Regions from separate parts of the Sus scrofa genome. Here region 2 is linked to region 1. The links are chromatin contacts, called in public targeted proximity ligation maps. All regions are on one chromosome and are shown on one strand. The core of a region is the stretch at or near the end of the contact, and the rest is flanking DNA. Distances in the headings are between cores, read along the strand shown. Region 1 has its middle 12 kb from the start of CYP3A29. Region 2 holds the start of LOC110259856 (cytochrome P450 3A29-like).

Evidence for each region.
Region 2: a targeted proximity ligation map of alveolar macrophages shows a contact between it and region 1.

The regions. Positions count from the first base shown.
Region 1 is chr3:6,723,133-6,730,511 of Sscrofa11.1, reverse strand. No RefSeq gene overlaps it. Among named protein-coding and RNA genes, the nearest start is that of CYP3A29, 12 kb to the left of the region's middle.
Region 2 is chr3:6,786,330-6,793,708 of Sscrofa11.1, reverse strand. It overlaps LOC110259856 (cytochrome P450 3A29-like), which reads right to left and starts at 3,981. Exons shown (of 13, transcript XM_021086162.1): 1 at 3,244-3,981; 2 at 2,365-2,458; 3 at 786-838. The coding sequence starts at 3,314.

The DNA.
Region 1 (7,379 bases), core at 2,957-5,456:
AAAAATACAGTCATATAACTCAATAGCAAAAAACAAAAACAAAAAACAACCCGATCAAAAAATGGGCAGAAGACCTAAATAGACATTTCTCCAAAGAAGACATACAGATGACCAATAGGCACATGAAAAAATGCTCAACGTCACTAACTATTAGAGAAATGCAAATCAAAGCCACTGTGAGGTATCACCTTAAACTGGTAAGAATGGCCAACACAAACAGTCTACAAATAATAAAATGCTGGAGAGGGTGTGGAGAAAACTGTTGGTGGAAATGTACACAGGTTCAGTCACTATGGAAAACTATATGGAGGTTCTTTAAAAAACTCAAGATAGAGTTACCATATGATCCAAAAATCTCACTCTTAGACATAGAGAGAAAAAATGAAAACTCTAATTTGAAAAGATATACACCCCAATATTCATAGCAGCACTATTTACAGTAGCAAAGACATAGAAACAACCCAAATACCAATCAACAGATGATAGGAGTTCCGTTGTGGCGCAGCAGAAACGAATCCCACTAGGAAACATGAGGTTTCGGGTTTGATCACTGGCCTCCCTCAGTGGGTTAAGGATCTGGCATTGCTGTAAGCTGTGGTGTAGGTCGCAGATGCAGCTCGGATCTGGCATTGCTATGGCTGTAGTGTAGGCTGGCAGCTACAGCTCTGATTAGACCCCTAGCCTGGGAACCTCCACATACCATCAGGGTGGCCCTCAAAAGACAAAAAGACAAAAAAAAAAAAGAAGAAGAAGAAGAAGGTAAGTTATATATTACCCATTAAAAAATGAAATATTGCCATTTGCAGCAACATATCAACCTAGAGAATATTATACTAAGTCAGAAAAAGACAACTATCATGGTATATAACTTATATGTGAAATCTAAAGAATAACACAAATGATCCTATATACAAAATAGAGACTCACAGACATAGAAAGCAAACTTACAGTTACCAAAGGGGGAAGGGAGGAGGGGAGGAAAAAATTAGGGACAAAAAATTAACAGACAACTGTATGCAAAATACATAAGCAACAAGGACTTACTGTATAACACAGAGAGTAATAGTTGATGTCTTGCAATAACCTGTAATGAAAAATAATCTGAAAAAATATACCTATGTATTTATCTGGATCACTTTGCAATACACCTGAAACTAACACAATACTGTAAATCAACTACACTTCAATTTAAAAAAAAAAATGTAAGAGTTCCACTGTGGCTCAGCGGGTTAAGACCCAACTAGTATCCAGGAGGATTCACGTTTGATCCCTGGACTCGCTCAGTGAGTTAAGGATCTCACATTGCCCAAGCTACGGTATAGCGGATGTGACTCAGATCTGGCATTGCTGTGGCTGTGGTGTAGGCCAGTGGCTGCAGCTCCCATTCAACCCTAGCTTGGGAACTTCTAAATGCTTCAGGTGCAGCCCTAAAAAGCCAAAAAAAAATTGTAAACACTTCAAGATCTGAGACCATGTCACGGTCTGTACCTGTTGCAGAAATCAGCATTAATAGTTGCTCAATAAATGTTTGTCAAATTGAACTGAATCAACAATCAACATAGTGCCCTTCACATGTGTTATTCATTTGCTTGTATCGATTTTTAAATTGAATAAAAGTTTAAATAGTTTAATCTTTGCAGGTACCTACAAAGTATTAAAATAATTTTTTAAAGAAATAGAAATTTAGCTCTCGGCTTGGAAGAGTCACTCTGGTAGCTTACAAATGTGGCAACACTTTGAGGTATACAAAGAGTAAATAGTTTTATTGCAAAATTTGAGTTAAGGAAATTGAAAAGTCTACATTGGTTTTTATATCCTAAAATGTAAAAGCACAAATAAATACTGGAGATGACCTATATTCACGTAAAGATAAACTGCAGCTAAGAAAAACTAACAGAATTTCCAAAGTTGTTGCAGACTCTTAGAGACTCATGCAAAAAAGATGAAGTATTGGCAGTATTGAAATTTACAAAAAAAAATCTCTCCTTTAAAATAAATAAATAAATAAAAGCAAGATGACGTGTCCATAACTCAGTTCTCAAGCCTTCAATCTTCTCAGTAGGGCAAACCCTGATCTTGTCATTTCAGGGTATTCAGGTGGTATCCAAGTTTTGGTGGCCAGGCATTGTGGTTGGTGAGGGGGTGGTGAGGCCAATGGCAAATCTGTAAACATTTGCTCCTGGCTATGGAGGAGGTGAGCATCTCCCCCCAAGGTCATTGCATGTGGGTTGGGATGTGTGCCTACCGTGTTCAGGCCACGAGCCAAGCCTAAATAGAAATGTGTCAGGGCCTTGCCCTTATGAAGGCAAGGAGGCAAAAAGCACTAAGCAAATTACCACACAACTAAATATTGAGCTGGATACTGGGACATGTGCTATGAAAGGGAAGAACTGCCTTTCTTAAGTTCCCAGCAATGATAGAGTTGACCCTTTTTTGTTTCCTTAAACTCTGTCTTTCTTCAAAAGATACGGAGACAAGAGAATCAGCAGGATGGATGCGGTAGAATGTGTGACCCTGGGCGTCCTGGGGTCTCTTTCCTCATCTGTCTGAGAGGAAAACTGACCAGAACTGACCTATGAGGACCTTATCCCAACCACAAGGCCTCTTCACCACCTGTCCTCTCAGGCCCTGTGAAAGATTTTCTAAGCACTTCTTCCTCCTTCTTTATTCTCTCTCCCTTCTATGTCATTTAGGGTCCCCATGTCCCCCAGGCCTGTGAGGAACCAAGAGTTCCTGAGGGCAAAATGGAAGAGGATCGACCTGGGAGAAGACAACCAACCTGTTTAAGTCCAGAGCTCTAGATTCTAGAGTGGCTTCCCAAATGGGACTGCAGAGAGGGGTGTACACACACACACACACACGGGCATAGAAAGCTAAACATATTGTTCGGAGTACTTGGCCTGCATTAACTGATTTAATCCACCCAACAACCCTATGAGCTAAGTATTGCCGTCATTCCTGTTTCACAAATGAACAAACTTGGGCAGAGAAAGGTTAAGGAACCATCCAAGAATGCATAAACAATAACTAGTAGAGCTGGGACTCAAATTTAGAAAGTCTAGGTTTCTAACTCAAGGCCTTACCTTGAACCAGGCCCATCCTTGCCCAAGAATTATGGGGGAGCTAGTCTCAGAGCCCAGGTATTCCGAGAGGGTGGTGAATGCCCTTGTCTCTACACAGACAAGGTGAGGCTCCCTCACAAGCCTATCGGTGAGAGTCGGGGTGAGGGTGGGGGATGTTCTCCCTGACCCCCACACGTCCCATCATGCAGAAAGCCTCCCTGCACTCCACCGGCCCCTGTGCCCTGAATCAGAAGTGCTCTCATTCACTTTGCATCAAAGGGAAGAGGAGGAGAGAGATTTCCTCATGGCCACTTGCTTTCTACACAATTCCAGAATTTTTATCATTCCAAGTTAACAAAGAACATCTCTACTGCAAAGTACTGTTTATAAAGTTCTTTCATGTCTCTCTCTCTCTCTTTTTTTTTTTAAGTCTTTTTAGGGCCTCTCCCACAGCATATGGAGGTTCCCAGGCAAGGGGTCCAATTGGAACTGTAGCTGCCAGCCTGCACCACAGCCATAGCAATGTCAGATCCAAGCCAGGTCTGTGACTTACACCACTGCTCACAGCAATGCTGGATCTTTAACCCACTGAGCAAGGCCAGGGATCAAACCCACAACCTCATGGTTCCTAGTCAGATTTGTTTACACAGCATCACGATGGGAACTCCCTCATATCTCTCTTAATTGATCCTTAAGGAATATTTGTGAGGATTTCACGTGGGCTGGGATTATTTAAATCCCTCTTTACAGATGCAGAAACAAAAGCTCAGGGTGGGGATGAAACCTGCCCAAGCAATTAAACCATGAATCCAGGACATATGGTCACAGCTGGTGATTCATACTTACTTGGATTCCAAGGTGCCTCCTGAAATAATTTGGCAGGTTGGGTCAGCCTTAATAGTTATACAATAAATAAATGATTTCCTTCCACTCCTTTCAGCATGATTCCACTGTTGTACAAACTCTACAGAGCTGGTTTTGGCCACAAAATCACAGCACATCGTTCTGCCTACTAAACGTTATGTTTTCACTGAATTCGTGATGTTAGCCAATAGGAGATGTTGCAAACAGGTCTGACATGTAGGAATCAGAATCATCTGGGCTTCCAAGAAAGAAGGCAGTAAAAGATGATGAAATCCGTGAATGAAAGAGGAATCAGAGAATGGAAGGCAAGTGTCAGGAGACCACGACAAAGGCAAATAATGAAAGAGGAAGTATTGGGGGAAGGAAAAGATGAGCATCACAGGTCATATTGCGAAAGAGAGGCAAAGCGTTGGTGGTCTCTCCTCAGTGTTGCAGTAACCTCTGCATGAGTTTGGCCTGATCCTAGGCTAGTCTCACCCAGGGAATCCCCTCCTCTGTCACCAGACAGAGCCTGGTAAAACATGGATTTTGTAACATTCCTCAGTTGCTCAGACCTCTCCACATGCTTCCATCATCCACAGGATAAAACCCATGTCTGGCGGTAGCAACTCAAGACCCTTGTTGGTCCCTTGGGCTGCTTCTGTCTCCTGGCTATTGTAAACTGTGCTGCCATGAGCATAGGGGTATATATCTTTTCAAATTTATGTGTTCATATTCATTTTCATATTCATTCATTCATATTCATATTCATAGACACCCAGAATTGGAAGTGCTGGATCATATGGTAGGCTACTTTTCGTTTTTGAGCAGTTTCCATACTGACGTCACAGTGGTCGTACTAATTTACAATCCCACCAACTAGGCAGGAGAGTTCCCTTCTCTGTCTATCCTGGCCAAAACGTGTTTCTTGGCTTTTTGATGAGAGCCATTCTGAGGGAGGGGTGTGAGGCTTGACTTGTTTTTCCTGACGATGCGTGATGTTGAGTACCTTTTCATGTGTCTGTTGCCATCTGCACGTCTTCTTTGAGGGAAAAAAAAGGCTATTCATTTCTTCTGCCCATTTTTAATTGGGTTTTTCATTTTCTTCTTTTTATATTGACCCAGAGGGTATCACACTAAGTGATATAAGTCAGAGAAAAAGAAATACCTTAGGATTTCATTTATATGTTGAATCTAAAAAACCAAACAAACAACAGAGAAACAAAATCATAGACACAGAGAACAAAAAGATGGTGGGCAGATGGGAGAGGCACTGGGGGACAGCCACAAAAGGCCAAGGGGACAAATAGATACAAACTCCCACATATAAAATAAACAAGTCAGAGGGACACAATGTACACAAAGGGAATACAGTCAAAAATATTGGAACAACTCTGTATGGTGACTGATGCTTATTAGTCTTATTGAGGTGATCAAATCCTAATATATAAAAATATCAAAGCATTACATCGTACACTTGAAATTAACATTGTATGTTAAGTACATCTCATTTTTTAAATAATAAAAATAAAATGTGGAAAAAAAAAAGACTCATGTGCATCTGGTCATGGCTGGCTTCTTCAGTCTTATCTCAGACCACTTCTAAGGAGCACATGATGTTTTAAACAAGGTATGATCTGCCACTCCCCATGCCCGCCAAGATGAAACATAACTGATTCTTCTAGTATCTGAACAAAACTGTTCTTCCCCCTGGAAGGGGCCAAGCTGATTTTCCATCTGGTGAATTCCCAGGCTTCCTCTGGAAGTCAGGTGGGCACTATCTTCCCCAGCAACGCTTGTCCACAGTCTCAGCATGTGGGTGGTGGGGAGAGTCTTGCTTCTGCTCGCTCACAGTGGTTACTCAGAAACACAGAGTGCCTCTCAGGCCATGATGCTCATTATAATTATTAAAAAGTACACACGCCTGGGCCCACCAGAATATCTAAAATCTGTAGGATGATGTCTTAAACTGAAGAAGATCATACCTATTAATTTAACTGTTGCTAAGAACCATGAAAAATATTAGTTAAAATATTAGAAGCAATAGGCCAGTTCCTAGGAAAGCATAACTGACCAAAACTAACCCAAGAAGAATACAAAATTAAATAGTACAAAAGGTCTTTTAAAAATTAAGTGGAAGTCATCCTCCCACAAGGAAAGCATGAACTCCAGAGATTTCCCAAGGAAGAAGAGCCTGAGACCCAGGCTTTCCGGCTACTGTCTTATGGGGAAATTGAGCCCAGGGGAGCAAGGGTGAAGGAAAATAAAAATCAAGCATGAAAGGCAGGATCATCTATACCAGGTCCCTTAACCAACCTGGCCAATACTTGCTATTAAAAGCAACCAACTCTTTGATCAACAGAGGCCATCTTCTGAGAGGCCGTAGGACCACTGCATCCAGGACAGCCCAGCCAAGGGAAAGAAAGAGGAAGAAGCTATCCAATGATTTCCTTCTCCCTTTGGGCCAAGGTTCTGCCAGCAGGGCAGTAATTCTCTAAAACTTCTCTATCATACATGATCTGGTAAGTTGACAGGCACAGGCAAGCTTCACCTACACCAATTAAGCTGGAATCCATGAAAAGCTGGTCCCTGAAGTTGGGGCTGGAACAGACACCAAGAAAGGTGCACTAGTTCTTGATGCTGTCTAACACATTCTCCCAAAATAGAACAGCTGGAAACAACAAACATTTTTACATCACAGTTCTTGGGTTAGGGGTCCAGGTGAGGCTTAGCTGGCACCTCTGGCTCAAGCTCTCTCAGGAGGGTTATAGTCCTGCTATCGGGCTGGGCTACATCCCATCCAAAATGTCACCTGGGGGAGGATCCACCTCCAAGTCCTCTTAGGTGGTGTGGCAGGATTCACTTCCTCACAAGCTCGTGGGTTCCGTTCCCTGCTGGCTGTGGGCCAGGAGCCCCCCTCAGATCTTTGCCACCTGGGTCTCTCCTCAGGGCAGCTCCCAACATGGCAGCTGGCTTCCCTCAGAGTGAGGCAGGGAGCTCCCAAGGTGGAAGCCACAGGCTCTTATCACCTCATCTCAGAAGTGGCATCCCATCTCTTTTACCACATTCTATTCAGTAGAAGCAAGTCACCTGTCCAGCCTCACCAATGAGAGGGGTTACACAGGGGCATAACTGCCAGGAGGCAGCACCCTTGGCAACCTTCTCAGAGGATGTGACCATGGAGCTGAAGCCGAGATTCTGAAGCATCACATAAAAACAATCCAAAAAAGAAAACTATTGGCCAATATCTTTGATGAATATAGACGCAAAAATTCTCAACAAAATCTTAGCCAACCGAATCCAACAACATATCAAAAAGATCATACGCCATGACCAGGTTGGGTTCATCCCAGGTTCACAAGGATGGTTCAACATACGCAAATCAATTAACGTCATACACCACATTAACAAAAGAAAAGTCAAAAACCATATGATCATCTCAATAGATGCAGAAAAAGCATTTGACAAAGTCCA
Region 2 (7,379 bases), core at 2,732-5,231, 63 kb before region 1:
TGAAGTGCAGAGAAGTTTCTTAAAGCTGAGCAGAAATGGTTTCCTTTTCTTATTCCCTTACCCACTTGTCCTTCTTTGAAAAGCACACATTAAATCCAAAATTTAAAAGAATATTGACTTTTCATTAAAAGTTAATCATGTGGGGAGTTTCCATGGCGGCCCAGCAGTAACAAACCCAACTAGTATCCATGTGGATGAGGGTTCGAGCCCAGGCCTTGCTCAGTGGGTTAAGGATCCAGTGTTGCCATGAGCTGTGGTGTAGACCGCAGATGCAGCTGGGATCTGGTGTTGCTGTGGTTGCTGTAGCTGTGGCATAGGCTGGCAGCTGCAGCTCTGATTCAACCCCCAACATGGGAACATCCATAGGCCATGGGTGCGGCCCTAAAAAAAAAAAAAAAAAAAAGTTAAAAAATGTAAATCATATGGGAAAGGATAAAAAATATGCATTTATGAGCACATGTTAGAATGTTCTGGAATAATGCATTTTTATGCAGTTAAAGGCACCTCAAGGAAGGAAAAATGGACAAAAGAGGAGGAACAAGATACTGGGCATAAAGTGATGCAAGTCTGCAGCAAAGTACTGATCTGTGGCTCGGCAGGCCTGATTCAGACTGGGGAGCTGGGCACCTGGTGACATCTAGGGTCCCTGGTGGAACAAGCCTCCAAAGCTTTACAATAGAAGGTTTCATCCCCAGGAGCTCTGGGCTAAGATTGTCCTCCACCACAAGGGGGCGACTCACCATAGCAAATCTATGCAATGGAAAGTTCCAGAATACAATACTTACCCCCATATTTTTCCATACTTTTGGAAACATTTATTGTCAAAATCCCAAATCCCCTGTAAGAAAAAAATTGGACTGTTAGTTGAAATGTACTGATCCCTACATACATCTAATTGGGACAAAAATGATTTGAATCACATCAAATCAGGCTTACTATTTTTCACTGGCAAGGGGAAAGAAGATAAAAGAGGCAAGATTTTTTAAACAGAGTTTAAAGTCATTCTTACCCTTGTCTGTGAATACTGAGTAAATCCTTATTTTTCTGAAGTGTTTTTGCTTGTGTTAAGTGTTGTCTCTCAAATCTCGTAACTCTGAGTTAATTTTCCACGGACACATGAAAAAACTGAAGCTGAGAAAAAGTATAATTTTTCCTGCACACACCTTCATTTCCTAGTTAAACATCCTTTTTACGTACCTCATGAGCCCTCTCTAGAATTCTAGAAGAATTAGAAAGTTAAACCATCAGTGACCAGCGACGTCTTAGTCTAGCAGATTTAAGTAAGGCTAAGGCATGTGTGTTGAGTGAGAAAGTGAGCGAGTGAATAAGTGGCAAAGTGGACTTGATTTTGAGTTTTCCAGCTCAACACGGAAAAGATGGGGAGATGCCACAGCTCCACAAAGGATAGCGAGGATTAAAGCACTTGCTCTGAGTTTTCACTCCTGAAACTTAAGAAGAATTTTCTTGTCACTAGGTTTCTGCTGTGATTTTTTTCTTTTTCCCTTTTACAGTTGCACCTGCAGCATACGGAAGTTCCTGGACTAGGGGTCAAAATCTGAGCTGCAGCCACAGCTTACACCATAGCCATGGCAACTCAGGTACCAAGCGGCATCTGTGACCTATGTTGCAGCTTGTAGTAATGCCAGATGCTTAACCCACTAAACGAGGCCAGGGATCGAACCCCCATCCTCACAGAGACAACAATGTCAGCTCTTTCACCTGCTTAGCCACATGGGAACTCCTCTGCTGTGATATTCGATGGTTTAACTATGAAAATGAAGGTCCCAGAACTGCAGGTCTTGGGGTACATCTACTAAAGAGTTCATTTGGAAAGCAGGGGTGACAAGGAAAATATTGCTTCTGAGGGAAAGAAGTTCAGGAAGTTCTCAGGCAGTAATGAGACAAGGAGAGCCTCGGTTGGGAGAATCAGGATATGAAGTATGAACTCTTATGCTTATGGCTATAGTTTATGCTACCAACAGGAACGTTTGACTCTAGTGCACACAACTTAATGAAACCAGGCACCCATGTAATGCTCTTCTTCTAAAGGCGATTGTCCCTGCCTGGGAACCTGCATCTGGGAGAAAGAAAATCCTGTTCACAAAAATCACAAGTTGGAACTTCAAGTCCTGTGCTGAATCAGCCAGAGAGCTGAGCTGTCTGAGGGAAAAGCTGAGGTTCCTAACAGCTGACAATGCATCTGTGGGGTAAATGTGGCCATGTGCTGCGCAAGGGCCATGGTGCCCTTTCTGGAAAGTGTGAAACCTCAGAACTTCCTCTTCCTGAGGAGAGGAACTTTTACTGAGGAACTTGGCTGGAATTGGCAACTGTAAGAAGCAAAGAGGGAGCTCAAATAACACATACCTTACGGTAGGCCAGAATATTTCCAAAATAAGGCACAGGTGTCGGCCCAGGAATCCCCAGCTTCTTAAAAAATCCATGTGAATAAGTCCCATATCTACAAAATCAAAGAGAAAACCAGGTCACAGGGACTGAGGAACAGGTGCTGGGGCTGGCTAGTCAGTGACTCAGACCTGCAATCATCAACCTCAGAGGTAACATGTAGGCAATAAGCAATTAGTAACTCAAAAAGGAATAATTACATTCACTCTTCATCTCATTTCCCACCACTATGAGATCCATCAAAGGTAATAATGATTAGCTAAAAGCAGCTGAAGTCTAAAAGGTCCCAATCCTAGAACAAATATTTCATATATGTTTCCAGTTTGAGTGCTCCTGAGTTCAGGCTGGTGTTCTTCCAGAAAACTAATGTTAAGAGTTACTTGATTCTGCCATAATTTGGAGATTCTCATTCTAGGTAGAAATGAGAAAAAAAATTCTGTACCACTGAAAGCTCTAGCAACTTTTTCTCAGTTAACTTTGATCTTCAAAACAGACAGAGATAGTGAGACAGTGAGACACCAATATCACTTGCTATCACTCATATGTGGAATCTAAAAAAAAAAAAAAAAAAAAAAAAAGGATGCAAGAACTTCTTTGCAGAACAGATACTGACTCACAGACTTTGAAAAACTTATGGTTTCCAAAGGAGACAGGTTGGGGGTGGGGGGATGGCTGGGGGTTTGGGATGGATATCCTATAAAATTGGGCGGTGATGATCATTGTACAACTATAAATGTAATAAAATCCATTGAATAATTAAAAAAAAAACAGGGAAAGGAGGACCTATTTAGCACCCCAAGCCCAAGGCTATGGAGGAGACAGGTCTGGACAGTTACTCACAGATAGAGGAGCACCAGGCTGGTAACCAGGAGAAGCCAAGTTTCCACAGAAAAACTTGGAATCAGGTCCATGGCCACCGTCCTCTGGGGTTCCCTCCTCTGAGTGTCCCTTCAGCTGTGTGTGCTGCTCTGAGAGTGTGGAGGTCCCCTTGCTGCCCACTAGAGAGTCATTGGGGCTGGAGGTTTAAGTGCTGGGAAAGGAGGTGGGGCTGGAGCTGCAGCCAATGGAAGAGCCCCCTGTGTTCCACCTGCAGGAGCCCCTCCTGCCTTGAGCGCTGGCAAAACATCATGGACACTCCAGTTAGTCCTCCCTTGAGTTCATATTCTATGGGAATTCAATAACAACTCAGTCAGGGTTATCAGTAATCCCAAGCATTACAGAAACTCACATAAAACCACAGGCTATTAATCTCCTCTAAAATGCACTTGTCTCCATACCTGCCCACATGTTAAAATACTTGAAATTCTTTTGACAATCTAGATCGACAGATCTTTACCCATGCAGTTTCCTCTGCCTAGAAATTCCCTTGTTTTCTCTCTACATCCACTGCTCATCCTTTAAATCCCAGCTCAGACATAACCCCCTGTCTTAGAAATTTCCTAACCAACCTCCTCAACCAGATAGAAGCATTTCCTTTGCTGGGGTCTTCTGTCCCCTGCACACAAATCTATTGCCTCCAGCACCATTGCTGGTTTCCTCACCACTCTGTCCCCTCACCAGATGGAGAGTTTGGGCACAGTCTGGGTATCAGTTGCAGTTATAGCCCTGGTACCCAGCACGGTGCTTTCTACAGAGTGGGAATCAGAAAGGTTGGTGGAATTGTGTTGCTGGAAGTAAGACCACCAGGTCACCGCATGACTTTTTCAAGTGACTCATTGGTGACCACACCATCTTCCTGGATTGTTAGTACACCAGGAGTCCCGGCTGGGCCTCAGCCATCATCACTGCACATCCATGAGGATCCATCAGGATTCTGTTGACAAGAGGGCTCCAGAAGGAGAGGCAGAACATGGGGGAGATGGTGATGGTTGCATCAAGGGGTATCAATTCAGGACAATTGCTGTCCTGCCCTCAGAGTGTCCTGCCATAGACAGCAAGTTAGAAAGATTCTAGAGCAAAGAATGGCCCCTCTCTCTGGAAAGGCTGCAAGTCCAAGATCAATGGGTGTAAAGAGAGTGAAGAAAGGAAAGCAGCCTGGTGGCCAAGTGGACCCCAAACTCCTTATCTACCAGTGATGTGATACTTACCAGAGCAGATGGCTCCCTGCTTTTTTGATAAGTAGGGGATTTTTAATGGGTTTGAGAACTGGTAAGGAGAAGGCCTATAGCAGAAGTTGGTATCATCTGTGAGCCCCACCCCATTCCTGAAGAAACCTGAAAATTGAGGCTCTGGAAATTACATGACCTCATTGTCATGACTCTGATCCATGTCCTGTGTCTCCTTGGCCTGAGAAACCATGAATTATGTGAAAAAAATCACAAAGATTCTTAAACTCAATGGAAACACATGACATTTAAGCTGTGTGTGTGTGCTTCCTTCTTGCTTCATCCTTTCTCACTTCAGACCTTCTGCAGAAAGAGAGACCTCCATCCCTCTAGTCTGTTAGTCCCTTGGACTTCTGAACAATAGCCTGAATGAGTGGGTGTCTCATTGATAAATTGCAGTGAGTCCCAGCTATGTCATCTGCTTTCTTTATTTCCTTGGGAGCTTATCTCACAGCATGAAATTTCTACCATCATAGTTAGTCATCTTTGCGTTCATACTTTCTCCAGGAAGCACCTGCTAAGTGAAATGCATGAACACATCTATTCATCCGTTCATTGACTCAAGGCCAAGTGGGTGAATGTCAGGTTGTCTAAAAGCCCATGTTTTCACATACGGGCTTGTCACATGCTTTCAAAGCTCTATATGCTTAGGACACAAAAATGACCAAGACTTAGACATTATTCAGGTTGAAGTTAGGGACACAAACAGGTAGTTTTAGAACAGCCAATGTGAAGTAGTGACACAGGTATGAGAACACAGTGTCTCATCAACGTAAATGGCCTATCTTCTTTCTTAGTTCTTGGCAATCAGTCAAAGGTGAAAATCAAATAACACTCAGGGAAGCATTAGGCTCAGACATCAGTACAGGTAAACAGGTTGTCAGAGACTCAATGATGCAAGAAGCACAATAAGCCTGCTATTCCTTTCCCGTTATGCTGTTAGCCAAGTGACTCCTCTTCCGGGAAGGCTGTCCTGACTTCCACTTCCACTGGCTCAAAGAATTGATCACCGTATAAGGAAGCAACATTAGTCTGGAGTGATTTATATGTTAGATTCAAATTTCATAGGTCACAATCTGTGTGAAAACAGTGTGAGCAAGATTGTGTGTTTATAACTCTGCTCCCATGCCTTCATTGTTTTTAAAATTAACGTGTATTTGATTTACAATGTTGTGTCACTTTCTGCTATACAGCAAAGTGACTCGGTCATACGTGCATTTTATACACACACACACATTCTTTTTTAGTATTCTTTTCCATCACGGTCTATCCCAGGAGATTGGACATAGTTCCCTGAGCTATAGAGTAGGACCTGTTGCTGTTTATCCATTCTAAATGTAATAGTTTGTATCTGTATCTACTAACCCCAGCCTCTCAGTCCATCCCACTCCCTCCCCCATCCCCCTTGGCAACCAAAATCTGTTCTCCTTGTCTGTGAGTCTGTTTCTGTTTTGTAGATAGGTTCACTTGTGCCATATTTTAGATTCCACTTATAAGTGATATCGTATGGTATTTGTCATTCTCTTTCTGACTTACTCCACTTTATATGATAATATCATCCCTGAGGTTTTGCGAACAGTATTATTTTTTTTTCTATTTTTAAGCTCATTTCTTCATTCTTTGCGGTAGGGCAAAACTTGATAATGCCATTCTGGGGTAACAGGTGGTATTTAAGTGCTGGTGGCTTGGGGAAGGGAATAAACAACTTTTCGGGGTCTCCTGGTTTCCAGGATGGGAAGGATGGTGGGATGGGAAGATAGTGACTGAACATTCTCTCTTAGCCTTAGAGGAGGTGGGCACCTCACCCCAACATTGTTGTTGGCTGGGGTCCATGCCTGCTGCATTTAGGTCATGTGTTAAGATTAACTATAAAGAAGCTAAAAGCCTGCTCTCATGAAGCCTACACTTAAAGGGGAAAGAGACTCTAAACTAGTTAACTTCACAAATAAATACCGAGATGTAGGTCAGGACCTGTGCTTCCTTAGCATGGACGTGGTTGACCTTTCTTTCCTTAAACTCTGTTCTTCTTGAAAGACATGAAGACAAGAGAATCAGAAGGATGGATGCGATGGAAGCGTGTGAACTTGGGCATCCTGGGGTCTGTTTCCTCATCTGTCTGAGAGAGAAACTGACCAGAATTGACCTAAGACGACCTTATCCCAACCACAGTCCCCTTCACTGCCTGCCTCTCTCCACCTCTGTGTCTCTCCTCCTTCTCTTATATGTCATTTAAGATCCCCAAGTCTCCCAGCCCAGTCAGGATCCAAGGGTCCCTGAAGCCAAGACGGAATCAAGAGGGACCTGGCAGAGGACAACCACACATTTAGGTCCTGAGCTCTCAATTCTAAAGTAGTTTTTCTATTGGGACTGCAGAGAGGGGAACATCATACCACACTGACCACACACACACACACACACACACACACACACACACAGAGGGAGAGGGAGAGAGAGGAGGAGAGGGAGATGGGGAGATAGGGAGAGAGAGAGAAAAAAAAAAGTCTTATCCTCAAGCACTGGGCCAGCATTAAGAGATTCAATCCACCCAACAGACCTGTGAGATAGGTATCGGTATGATCCGTCTTTTAAGAATGAGCAAGCTGGGACACAGAAAATGTAAATGACCATTCAATAAGGCACTCACAGATTTCAAAACCATCTGTGGTCACCAATCTGGAAACTGTTAGGAGGAGGGAAGAAGTGGGAGGGTGGAAATAATATATCCACACTACTGTATAAAATAGATGAGTAACAAGAACCACTGTATAGCCCAGAAAATCTACTCAATAGATTGTAAGAAGCTATGCAGGAGAAAAGAATGGCTATATTTATATGTATGATTGATTCCCTTTGCTGTACTCTGAAACTCAT